Regions from separate parts of the Gossypium hirsutum genome. Here region 1 is linked to region 2. The links are chromatin contacts, called in public Hi-C maps. All regions are on one chromosome and are shown on one strand. The core of a region is the stretch at or near the end of the contact, and the rest is flanking DNA. Distances in the headings are between cores, read along the strand shown.

Region 1 (6,305 bases), core at 1,389-3,888, 240 kb before region 2:
CCACTATTTTATCACCGAAGAATCGTCATCGCTGACCATCCGCTAGATGTCAGATCGTCACCATCACAACTACCATGCTCGGCGATGCCACCGCAGGCACGATTCGCCTGGCACCTCGAATCATCACCATTTTGCTTGAATGAGCCTGGTCGGTTCGGTTGTTGTTGGTTCAGTCCAAGCCAATGATGACACAACCGGTCCAATCCAGCCACCGGTTGGATCGTCGGTTCAGTTTCATACATAGGGTCCGGTTCAACCAATTTTTGGGTTTCAGTTTTAGGTTCAATTTTCGATCTGAAGTCTGACTTGAAAATTAATTTCCAAAAATTATCATATTTATTTTAATTAATTTGATTAATTTGATTTTACTTTATCAAAATTAATTTTCCAAAAAATCACTGAGATTTTCCAAATTAATTTTTTAAGAAAATTATTTAACCAAATTCCATGATTGAACAATTCACACGATCACCTAATTTAATTTTATATCGAATAAATCGATTCAATTAAATGATTTCCAAAGTTATAGAATTTTCTTTTGATTCAAAAGCAGTCCAATTGAACTCTTGTTGAGTTATCAGAGGGACCAATCGGGCATATACAATTAGGCTCGAGTAATTGCAATTATGCCTAGAACCATCATTCTAATAATTCGCAATTTACTTAATCATGGAGTTAATCCACAAGAAGTAACCATGACTGGAAACATCTTATTGTATACTCTTTACGAAAGTAATTCATCCATTTGCTTTGTCCAATGACCTCATCATGTGTGTGTTACCCTCATATGATATCCTTGATTCCTTTTATTTAAATCCGTTTACTTAATACAATCTTATTTTATCTAATTGTCACCATTGTTTCTTCTTAATGATTAATGTGATCACTATCAACTAATGACTGTGATAAATTGCTCGTTTGAGGATAAGCAACTCGTGGTCAAGTTCCAAATTTATCAATGCACACAATGCCAATGAGAGGATATCAGTAAATCTTTAATCGAGCTATGAATTCCATTGTTACTAGTAAAGTCATGTCATGCACAAGTAATGTACCCAACATATCGGTTATAGGCTCGATCATCTTTAGAGCATAAGCCTTCACTTATATCAAAGCACATGAGTTATATACGCATGATCAGTGACTAACTCAAGATTTAGGTAAGTCACACCATGAACGTCAGAAGTAATTAATTCACAAATAGATTCAAAACTAATTCAACTTGGGTCTAGCCCAATGTATTATTCTTCCAATGAGTACATTTATGTCTTTACCCGTGAAGTCAACTGCTCTGATAGCCAAAACTAGTCATCTCTCTAATTGAAATTGTAGACGACATAATAATCCTTCTATATATTTGAATCAAATACTCACTTTGATTCTTTTATGAGATTATGGACTTGTTTAGACTATCTAACGAAGTAAGTTGTTTTTCTCACAACGTAAATATTCTTACAATGCCACTTATCATTAGCTTTAACTTAGACAATCAATGAGCTAACATTCGTTTGTCAGAATTTCGCTATGTATGCAAAATATGAAAGACAAAAACAAAAAAGATATAATAGTGAAATGTGAAATTAACTTTACTCTTTTATTCATCGTTCAAATACATAGAAAATATTTACATGTTTACTATAATATGAGCACATATCCCAACATAAATTAATTGAGGGGAATACCTGATAGTTAACCCTTACCGAATGAACAACCTTGAAATCAACTTCCACAATTTAGCTCCTCAATAGCCTTGCGAACTAGAAGATTCAACTTAAATCAACGGCCTCAACTATGCGGATCGTTTAAACTCGATTGTTATTTCCCTTGATGGATTCAACCACTCACTCAATTGGTCACATCAATGTGTTCTTTGGTAAACCGATTACGACAATTACAGATCGTATCAGTTCTTCCAACTGTATATTGTACAACACCAAATCAACGAGCGCTTTTTAACTTGACACTATTACGACTTTGTGAAATGACTAAGTCTATCTCCTAAACCGAAAGAATAATGAATATTGATGTGAAGAGTGTAAGTGCAATTTCGAGTCTCACGGTTCAAACATTGAATTAATTATTCACCTAAGGCTAGATTAAATCTAGCTGAAGAACAAAATAATAATAATAACAAGAAGGAAATTTTATTGAAATTTAGAAACAAATAATTAATCAATTTTTATTTTTTGTGATTCATTAATTAAATTAATTCTAAATAAAAAAATTAGAATTAATTAATAATAAAATTAAATTGTATTAAATAAGAAAGAAGATAGTTCCTTGTTACAAAAATATATTTTTGCCCAAGTAAAATTAGTTTTAAGGTTTTTAATTTTAATTTTTTGGGGAGTTGAGGTAATTTAAATCACATATTATAAATAAAATAATAAATATTAAAACCATGTTAAGTTGATGGATTTAGTTATAAATTTCATTAATAACGTTACCATTTTCAGTTTCTTATTGTGTTTATTGGCTTCAATGAGATTGTGATGGATATTACCCTTTTCTTTTCCTTCATAATCTAATAATTCTTCTGTTTTGGAGAACCCATTTGTAATTGGGATAAAAATACGGGGGACTCAGCACTTGTGAGTTGATTTTATGGGTCGCAACTATGTTTGTGATGTCAATAATAAGGCTGAGTCCAAAATCCTTGTCGTGATAATGTTCGGAACAACCTTGGGAATTAGGCCCACTCGATGAGTGTGAACAAAAAGTATTATAAGCACAATTTTGCTGACATTTTGGTTAATATGGGGCAAGGAATGACTTTTGATCTTTTATCTTCATGTTGACTTTACTCCCTATGGTCGACCATTATCGTTATTATAAGTATCGTGGAGTTGGGCGTTAAAACAGGATGACCGAAAATGTCGCTATCCCTTCAATCCGCAGGATTACCGAAAATGGAAGGACAAAACATAAGGTTGAAGGAAAGAGTGGTGTGACGTCAGAGATTAGAAACAATTTATGGTGTAAAAACAAAATGATCACAGCCCAAATTTATTAAAGTGCATGAGGTTTTCAATCATACCATGCAAGACCAATTTTTTACTGTTTATTTCATTTGGCCTCCACGCACGTCGTGAATTTGAAGCAAAGGAACACAAACACACTCCTTTGATTCCGGAGTGACGAGGACATTAATTGAATCTGTCAATGCCGCCAATGCCTTTGACTAGAAAATTGAATTTTCCAGACAGTTCCATGCTCAGCTTATTCTCTATCTTTTATTTCTTTAAGTCACCAAATAATAAAAACAATTTCCACCACCCATACCTTGCATAATTACGGGTAAAAATTGTCTTTTCGCTTCCTCACCGAGAGGAAAGTCCAAGGTTTTTTATTTGGAAAATAAAAATTAGCCTAACAAGTTCTTTTCAACTTTATCTTCTTTCATATATTTGTGGTTCATCTTTATATCACTGCTTTCATATTTAACTTTTGAAGTCTCGACAACGGTGCAGGTAAAGGTCATTCGAGAAGTTATGTAAAATGTCGGTTCAGCCCTGTCCATTCACTACAGAGTTTGTGTGGAAATTATCTTGATTTAAAAAAAAAAAAAAACTATATCTCACTCTCTTTTAAAAAAAATAAACATGATATTATTTATATTTCAAGTCCAACCTTTTGCAAATTACTTGTATAAAAAAAACTAATTGGATTTGAAATCAATATTTTGTCAAGGTAATGTATTTCAGGAAACTATTTTAAGAATAATTATTTTCTTTCTTTGTGTAAAATGATCAAAAAATACTCTTATGAAAATACAAATACCTTTAATCGAATAGAATAAATTGAATTGCACTACAAAATGTTTTAAAGCATAATAAAATTCAGAAATATATATAATTTTAAAATTATTCTTCTCTTATTACTCAATCTCATTATTTCAATTCCCATTTTTGATGTCTACATATAAAGTACTATTAAGGTATGAAGGCAGTCCGGTATTGCTACTTCAACTGCTTCATTTCAAGTGCTTCAAAGTTCAAGACCGATAGTTTAGTTAATAGTTAGTTAAGTCAGTTGTATTCTGTTAATATTTCTGTGGGTGACTATTAAGTCATTTTTAGTTGATTTCTTGACAGGTTCATTAATTTATTCATTGTATAAATACATAGTTGGATTTTATTGGGATTATTCGAGTTAAAGATATAAAATAATTAAGTAGGCTCTTTTTCTCTTTTGATGTTATTTACATAATCAAACAAGTATTAAAAGATATTTATGCGTCTCTTTGAAAAGATATAATATTTCCTTTTAGAAAGATTAATGAATAATTGTGTCAATTTACATGTATACACTTCTTTTCAAATTTATACTACATTTTTTCTTTCTTTTCTATTATATATATATTATTCTATTATTATATGGAACAGATTCTACGTTATAATTAGTTGAATATATCTTTATACTTATTTTTTTCCTTCTAATTACATTGTATTATATTAGTGAAACTTTTAAAAGAATGGAAACAGAAGAAAATATGATATAATTATATGAATGGGTAAAAAGTTAAAAAAAAAAGTAATAATTGATTAAAATTGAATCAAAAGATAATTTAATCAATAAAGTCAGAAAAAAACAATATTTTCTCAAGTTTGTGGTTGGATCTGTAACAGTAAACAATTGCAACGATTTTGAATAAAAAATAAAACATTTGCTTTCCTATTTTCTCAACTACTACGAATTCCGACATCCTAAACATTTTTATCGTGCATAATTAAGAATGTAGACTATTAATCATTAAATTATATGTAAATTTTTATTTTAATAATTTAATTTAAAAATTTATAATTTAATTATTGAACTATATAAAATTTTTTATTTAAATCACTGGACTGTTAAAACCAATGCTATATGATTTTCTTTATTCACACTGCCTCCACCAATCGAATTCTCTCTTTTCCTTTATCTTTTACGGTTCAAATTTTTTTCATAAAACAGTTTTAGACGTCATAAATCTGTGAACTAAAATTCAAACATTTTTTTCTAATCTTCGATATTAATCATTAGATCATCTTAGATATAAGATATGTTATTCTTTTCGTCGATAAGTACTAATCTACTATATCGATTGTCGAATCATCAGTTGGAGTTCATTGCTAGAACTTTTTAAAAATAAAACTTCACAATTTAGTGACTTAAATGAAAACTTTTAAATAATTCAGTGTCTAAATTGTAACTTCTTTAATTAAATCAATAAAAGAAATTATCCATACTTAAAAATAATTTGATCATGTTCGATGTAGTCGGATATTTAGGCGTTTAACGTTTATTAAATGGATGAGAACATGAATGTGCAATTAATGGGGGATGACAAACCGACACTCACTCCATATATTAGTATCACCCACCCACCAACCCACCTTCTTTTTTTTTTTTTTTTATCTCTGTTATGGATGTGGTTTGCTTTGAGATAATGCACCATGGAGATTATTATTGTTTATTATAGGCCTTGTTCAATTTTAGTAAAACGTGAATGATTTGATCTCATTGTTTTATCAAGGGTTGGTTTAGCATTCTCGTTAATACAAATTTTGAGGTCAAAAATTTTCTTTTACATAGGTAAAATATTTTGGGATTATCATTTGATTTGTATCATTCTCGTGTTTATATATATAATTTTATTTTAAACAAATATTTTTTTAATATTTTAATTCCTAAAAGCATTTTCTCAAACTCAAGTTTTTCTTAAACCAAATTAGATTATTTATTTAATTTTTTAATTAGACTGGATCGGTCGGGTATTGATTAGAAGAGTTGACTCACTACATTTGAAATTAGTTAAATCATATTAAATATCAATTGAAATAACAGTTTAATTGATTTTTTTATTTTTAAAATAATTTATCTAATTAAATCAAATGAATTGATTAAAATAAAAATAAATAATTTGACTGAATTAATTACGTATTTAATTTTGAAAATCTTAGATTTAATGTTAGAAAAGATATGTGACCTAGGAATCTCTCCACAGTCATCCACAAATAAACCTTCATTTGTTATAACCTAAATATCTGGGATATGAGTATAAAATTAGGGTCATGAAAGGTCAGTTTAGTGTAGAGGGGTAAAGACAACATATGATTCTAAAATTTGATTGACACGTGTATGAGCTAAGGTGGATCCATTGACCGTCAAGGACACTCAAATTAATCATAGCTGGCAAGTACCACTGTTGGATTTATATATCCATGAGGCATTAAGTAAATCTGATAACCAAAAACCACATATTTCCTCTGCCTTTAATTCTCCTCTCATATCATCTATCAAGTAATAGTAAAGTGTGATTTGGG
Region 2 (5,814 bases), core at 2,976-5,475:
TTGATTGAAAAAAAGAGGAAGGTGGTCAGATTTGATTTTAGGTAAGTGAGTAACCAAACTATTAGGGAAATTATGAATCCATGCTTTATTACCCAACACACGGTCTATGTAACAGTCTGGTTTAGAACCTAGTTAGAATAATAGTTTCGGGACCACATATTCGAGTTAGAAAAATATTTAAATATTATTTTCTATGCTTATAATATGTGAATTAGTATGTGTGAAATTTCTGTATGAAAATTTTATCGTTTGTGTGCTCGATTTGATAAAATGACCTAATCGCGTAAAAGGTAAAAGTGGCCTTCTAATTGTTAAAGTGCTTTATTGCCATGTCTCTTTAATTGTGAAGTCCTTATGTGGTTATTTAACCATGGAAGGAATTAAATGACATAAATGGCATTATGTTTAATGAATAAATGATTTTATAAAAAAGGGTAAAATTATAATTTACTTAATATGATAATTATAATAAAACAAAAGCTTAAAAATAAAGCCATTATGCTCATCATCTTACCGAAATTGAAGAAAATAAAAGCCAAGTTTTGTGTTTTAACATTCGGTCATTGAAGAACTTGATTGAGGTATGTGTTTTGATCGGTTCTCGTGTGATCGTTGCTTAGTATACTATCAAGCCCATGTCTTAATTTCTAATTTTGATGATGATTTTGAAATATTCCATTGATGAAATTGTGAGCTTTGTGAAGTCTAATGATAGTAAAGTAAAGATATGTTGTAGGTTAACATATTTTGTATGTGAATTTTTGATGAATTTGAGTACAATGGGCTAAATTGTGAAATTTGTAAATTGAGGGGATAAAATGTGAAATAAATGAAATGTGTGGACTTTTATGATTACTCGGAGAATTCGGCCAAGCATGAGTATATGCAAATTATGTGTATTTTGTGATTTGATGAAATCGGGACTAAATTGTCAAAATTTGAGAATGTGAGGGCTAGTTTGTAAAGTGCCCTAAATGTGTGTTTGTGGATTGATTTGAATGTGTTTAGATCAAAAACCAAAGAAAACAGAATTAGATCGAGGAAAGTCGAAAGTCGCCGAATAGCCGTACGTTTCTGTTCATTCTCGTACGAGGTAAGTCTATTTACAAATAGACCTATTTGAATTGATTTATTTATGCTCATATGATATTGAATTGTGTTGGATGAATATGGAAGATGAATATGTGAAATCTAAGAAAATATCGACAAAGTTCTGACATCTAAAAAGTCTCGTACGAACCTTAGGAATAGTTAGGATACATATGTCATGACATAGGATCCGATATGTTTTATCATGTAAGACCACGTCTGGGACGTTAGCATCGACTTATGTTTTACGTGTAAGACCACTTCTAGGACGTTGGCATCGTATTTGATTTCGTGTAAGACCCTGTCTAGGATAGTGGCAACGATATTTGATTACATGTAAGACCATGTCTGGGATGTTAGCATTGTATGAGCTTTCTGAGATATCTGCGTATCCTTATGATTCCGAACGGTTCAACGGGTATTCCAAGAACGAATAAATATATGAGATATGTATCTGATTCAGGTACGTTTGAATTGTATACTATGATTGAGAATAAAAGGTAAGTATATGTGCAAATGTATATATATATATATATGATCTAAATATGTGAATTTATGCTATATGAGAAAATGATTTGAGAATGAGTGAAAGGTACATGAACTATGTGGGTATTGATAGCATTTGGCTTTGAATACATGTAATTTGATGATATTTTCATGTTTTGAATGATAAGTTTATTTGTATATATATCTTACTAAGCTTTTGAAAGCTTACTTTGTATGTATTTGCTTTGTTTTATAGATATCATAGCTACCGGGAGCTCGGGGATCATCGAGGATCATCACCACACTATCGAACCTTACTTTGGTATCTTTTGAATGTGTAAATATTGAAGTATGACATGTATAGGCTAGAAGTCTTTGATATGTTTTGTAATGTGTATATTTAGCCATGTGATATGGCTTAATTATGGTTGAATTTATGTTTCGATTATGATATATGATATGTAATGCAAATGGTGCATATGTGATGTGCTCTTGAATGACCAAATGAAATGGTCAATTTTGGTAAGCTTTGGTATGTGTTTATTTGAGTAATTGGTAAGTTTTAATGTTGTGAATTGAAGTATTGAATCATGTGTATTGGCATGAAATTGAGTTAGTGAATTGATATGATTTGGGATGGTCATAAGTATGATAATTGGTTGTTAATGATATTGTTTGTATGACATATGTATTGGTTGCAAATTAGCTGAAATATTGGCATAAAATGTTGTAGTTTTGATGCTTGTAGACTTCACCCAAATTAGGTGGCAAATTGGCTTTTTAAATAGCCTATTTTTGTTCACACGCGCAGATACACGGGCATGTGTCTCAGCCCTGTGTCCCCTAGGGTACCCTACGATTGTAAGTCAGTCTTGGGCACGGCCAAGGCACATGGGCGTGTCTTGTAGCCATGTGAGCAAGTCAGTATGTATGCCCTATTTTGACATGACCTAGACACACGAACGTGTCTAATGCCATGTAAGGCACACGGCTTGTTCACACGGGCGTGTGGCCTGTACAATTTTGAAAATTTTTAAGTTTTGGAAAAAAACTGTATGAACTCAGTTCATTCCCAACCCCTTTCTAGTGCGTGATTTAGGTCTCGATGACCTATGTAAGGGACTCAATAGTAATATTTGATTTTGATTTGTGAATGATGAATATGAATTGTTCGTGTAATGTTTCAATTTGTCTGGTAATGCCTTTAACCCTAGTATGGTGATGGATACGGGTTAGGGTGTTACAGTCTAACCTTTCAAAAAGCGTGCCTCTATGCCAAGTAAAAAGAGGTCCTCTAAAACCCAAATCGTGCAACTTGGCTTTCTCTACAAATTCTCCAAACTGAGGACATCTCCTTCCATTAGTAATACCACCAAACTTTTCAAAAGAAGATAGAATTGCGTTGAAATCACCAATAACAATTTATGGAATACGACTGGATAGAATCAAAGACCTTAAGACATCCCAAAGATCCTTACATTTTTGCCGATTAAGAATGGCATAAACGAAAGAAATAAAAAATGGACGTGAATAGGACATTTGCCAAACTTTAGCAAGAATAAATTGAGGATGACTACGAACCACCTCGACACGAATGGAATCTTTCCAACCAAGCCAGATACCTCCAGAGTACCCAATCGCCTTTACTCAATGAGAGCGCTGGAAACCTAATTTTGCAATAATGCTATCAGCTTTAGCTCCACTAACTCTTGTCTCAAGCAAACAAACTATATATGGTTATGCTCCATGTTATATTCTCGAAAAATTCAGGGAAATTTAAAACTGGCACATCCCCAACAATTTCAAGAAAAAATTATAAAATTTATAATAAAAAACGAAAGGTTAGAAGACATACCATTACTGCTGAGGGACTAAATCCCCCTCAAAGGTTAAACTTGCGCCTCCCGAATCTACAATACCATTTTGACTGGGATTATGAGTAGAAAGAATATTTGCCATCACCTCCATAGATTCTGGTAAAGGGATTCGTGCACTAACAGAAGATTTAAAACGACTCACACGTCCTCGAAGAGCATTTGAACTCTTATGGCTACACAGTTTTTATTAATTTTAAAATCACTATTTCTATTAATAAAATTGGATTTGTCCACACTCGAACTAGACACTAAGTCTAATCCCGATTTCTTCACTGAGCAATTCCAGATTTAACCCCTTGGTCGGAGGAAATACTTTCCTTAAAAGACATCGCAGAATGTTTCTCGGGATCAAGGACACCTTCGAAAATTTGGATTTCAACTCCTTCAAACATTTCGAAAGCTGGATTAAAATGGGCCTTAACCCTTTCTAAATTACTAGAAGTAATATTTTTTGAAACACCAAAATTTAAAGAATTTTGGTTATCGCCTTCCATGCCCGTTCCAATAAATTTATAAATTTCCTGTTCATTACCTACAAGTTTGCCAAAAAAGAAACATTAGCGTTTGATTTAAAAATTTGGCCCTCGTTACTTTTACCTTTACTCGACAATTCCATAGGTCTTTTGCCCAAAATTTTATCTAGGCTAAAATTAGATTTTTGGCCCAAATGATTATCCCCTAAGTTGTCCAATGAAATTCCCTTAGTAGGACCTAAAAAGGCTCCATAGCCCAAAACACTCTTACGGCCTGCTTCAAGATTAGACCCAGAATTTTCCTTAACACCCTTATTAACCCTAACCTTCAGCCTCCCATCACTGACAACCCCTCTCTCCCCCACCTTCTCCGGCATAAAATCTTCATTCACCACCCTCAAATCACACCTCAAATCCCCAACCTGATTGAGCGCTGAGAATCTAGACTAGACTTAGAAGAAACATTTCATATTTTTCCGCACCATTAGCTTGATGAACGCGTTGGCCACGTCTCGCCTTGCACTCAACCAGCATCCTCGGGCTGAACTCAGGCCTCTTAGCAGCATTGGGTATGCCACCAACGCCACCTTGTGCCTCAACCACCATATTCGTCGGTTGCTCCCAAGTATGATCCACCATAACCGTCGGGCAAAGCTCCTTAACATGGCCATATTTACCACATGTAAAACACACCGTTGGCAGAGCCTCATACTCAACTTGTTGAACGGTTCCGTCCACCATCACCTGAAAAATCAACTGTTTATCAAGATTAATAAAAACAACTTTCCCAATGAGACCGCCAGTGGCTTCTATAATTTTTCAATTGTACAGGTATCCCGGAAGCCCCGGCAGTCGGATCCAAGGGGATATGGCTGCAATGTGTTAAAATCCTTAATCCACGGTTGGATAGTAAGATATTGCCCGTAGATAATCCAAGGGCCTTAGGTTAAGACTTTATTGTAATCACCAATATCTTGTAACTTAACCAAAAAATAACCATTAACAGTATCCATAAGATGAAAAGATATAGCAAGTTTCCAAAGACTAAGGATACGGTTATGGAGAGCATTGTATCCGATATTACGGCCTAAAAGCTTAAGAACAATCATTAAATCCATTTCTTTGAAAAGAATGTTTTTAATACGATCCGAGAAAACAATAGTAGGCATCCTGTCTACCATGGTTGTACTCACGTCCCCTTATAGAAAGTCAAAGTCGTTTTCACTTCCCTCAGAGGAACCATTTCGATCTGATATGGAGTGAGAAGCTTCACCCAAAAGCATGTCCTTCCACGACAGTTTTGGAGGCAGATCTAGAACAACAGCCATCACAACAGTCTCCTCTTCAACTCCATCCTTAAATCTGACTTTCTTTGTGTTCCGATCCCCATCAAAACAAAGGACAACATCGCCATAGAAACCAGAATCTTCCATTGCTTTTCTCTCCCTTTTTAAAAAAATTTTAAAAATTAAAGTAAATTAAATTTGAAATAATTTCAAATTCATTGAAACCAAACTTTAACTAAATCTAACTTAATTCAACTTTAAAATTTTAAAATTTAAGGCAAAAGAAATTCAATTTAGCTCATATTTTCATTCCAATTTTAGAATTAAATTGATAATTCGAATTAATTATACCTAAAAAGTTTTAAAATCTTAACTGAAATTGCAAGCTTTACACAAAATGAATTGTCTACATATAATTAGCATTTTATAGTAGCCAATCTGTAGTAGCCAACTCTCAAGATTAGATTATAAAGTATGATGGTTGACAATTTATTTTCTTCAATAACCTATGTAGAAATGTTAGAAACTTTTGTTAAAAAATAGAAAATGTTTCTTGTGAAGTCATTCAAACACTAAAATATATAAGTTTTTTTTTAAATCAAA

Evidence for each region. Hi-C and Micro-C count contacts between places; a contact is called where the count stands out from the background.
Region 1: a Hi-C map of leaf shows a contact between it and region 2, with 2.7 times the contacts expected there. The contact joins two enhancer-like sites. A contact is called at or near these places in 6 of 34 Hi-C or Micro-C datasets (callus, cotyledon, hypocotyl and 1 more).

Annotation. Positions count from the first base shown.
Region 1 is chrA03:106,316,489-106,322,793 of Gossypium_hirsutum_v2.1, reverse strand. No RefSeq gene overlaps it. Among protein-coding and RNA genes, the nearest start is that of LOC121227689, 47 kb to the left of the region's middle. Within about 2 kb of position 2,638, at least 1 of the 9 cell types and tissues checked has an H3K27ac peak or open chromatin away from gene starts, as enhancers often do. A contact at or near this core is called in leaf, where this site is marked.
Region 2 is chrA03:106,075,497-106,081,310 of Gossypium_hirsutum_v2.1, reverse strand. No RefSeq gene overlaps it. Among protein-coding and RNA genes, the nearest start is that of LOC107886758, 43 kb to the left of the region's middle. Within about 2 kb of position 4,225, at least 8 of the 9 cell types and tissues checked have an H3K27ac peak or open chromatin away from gene starts, as enhancers often do. A contact at or near this core is called in leaf, where this site is marked.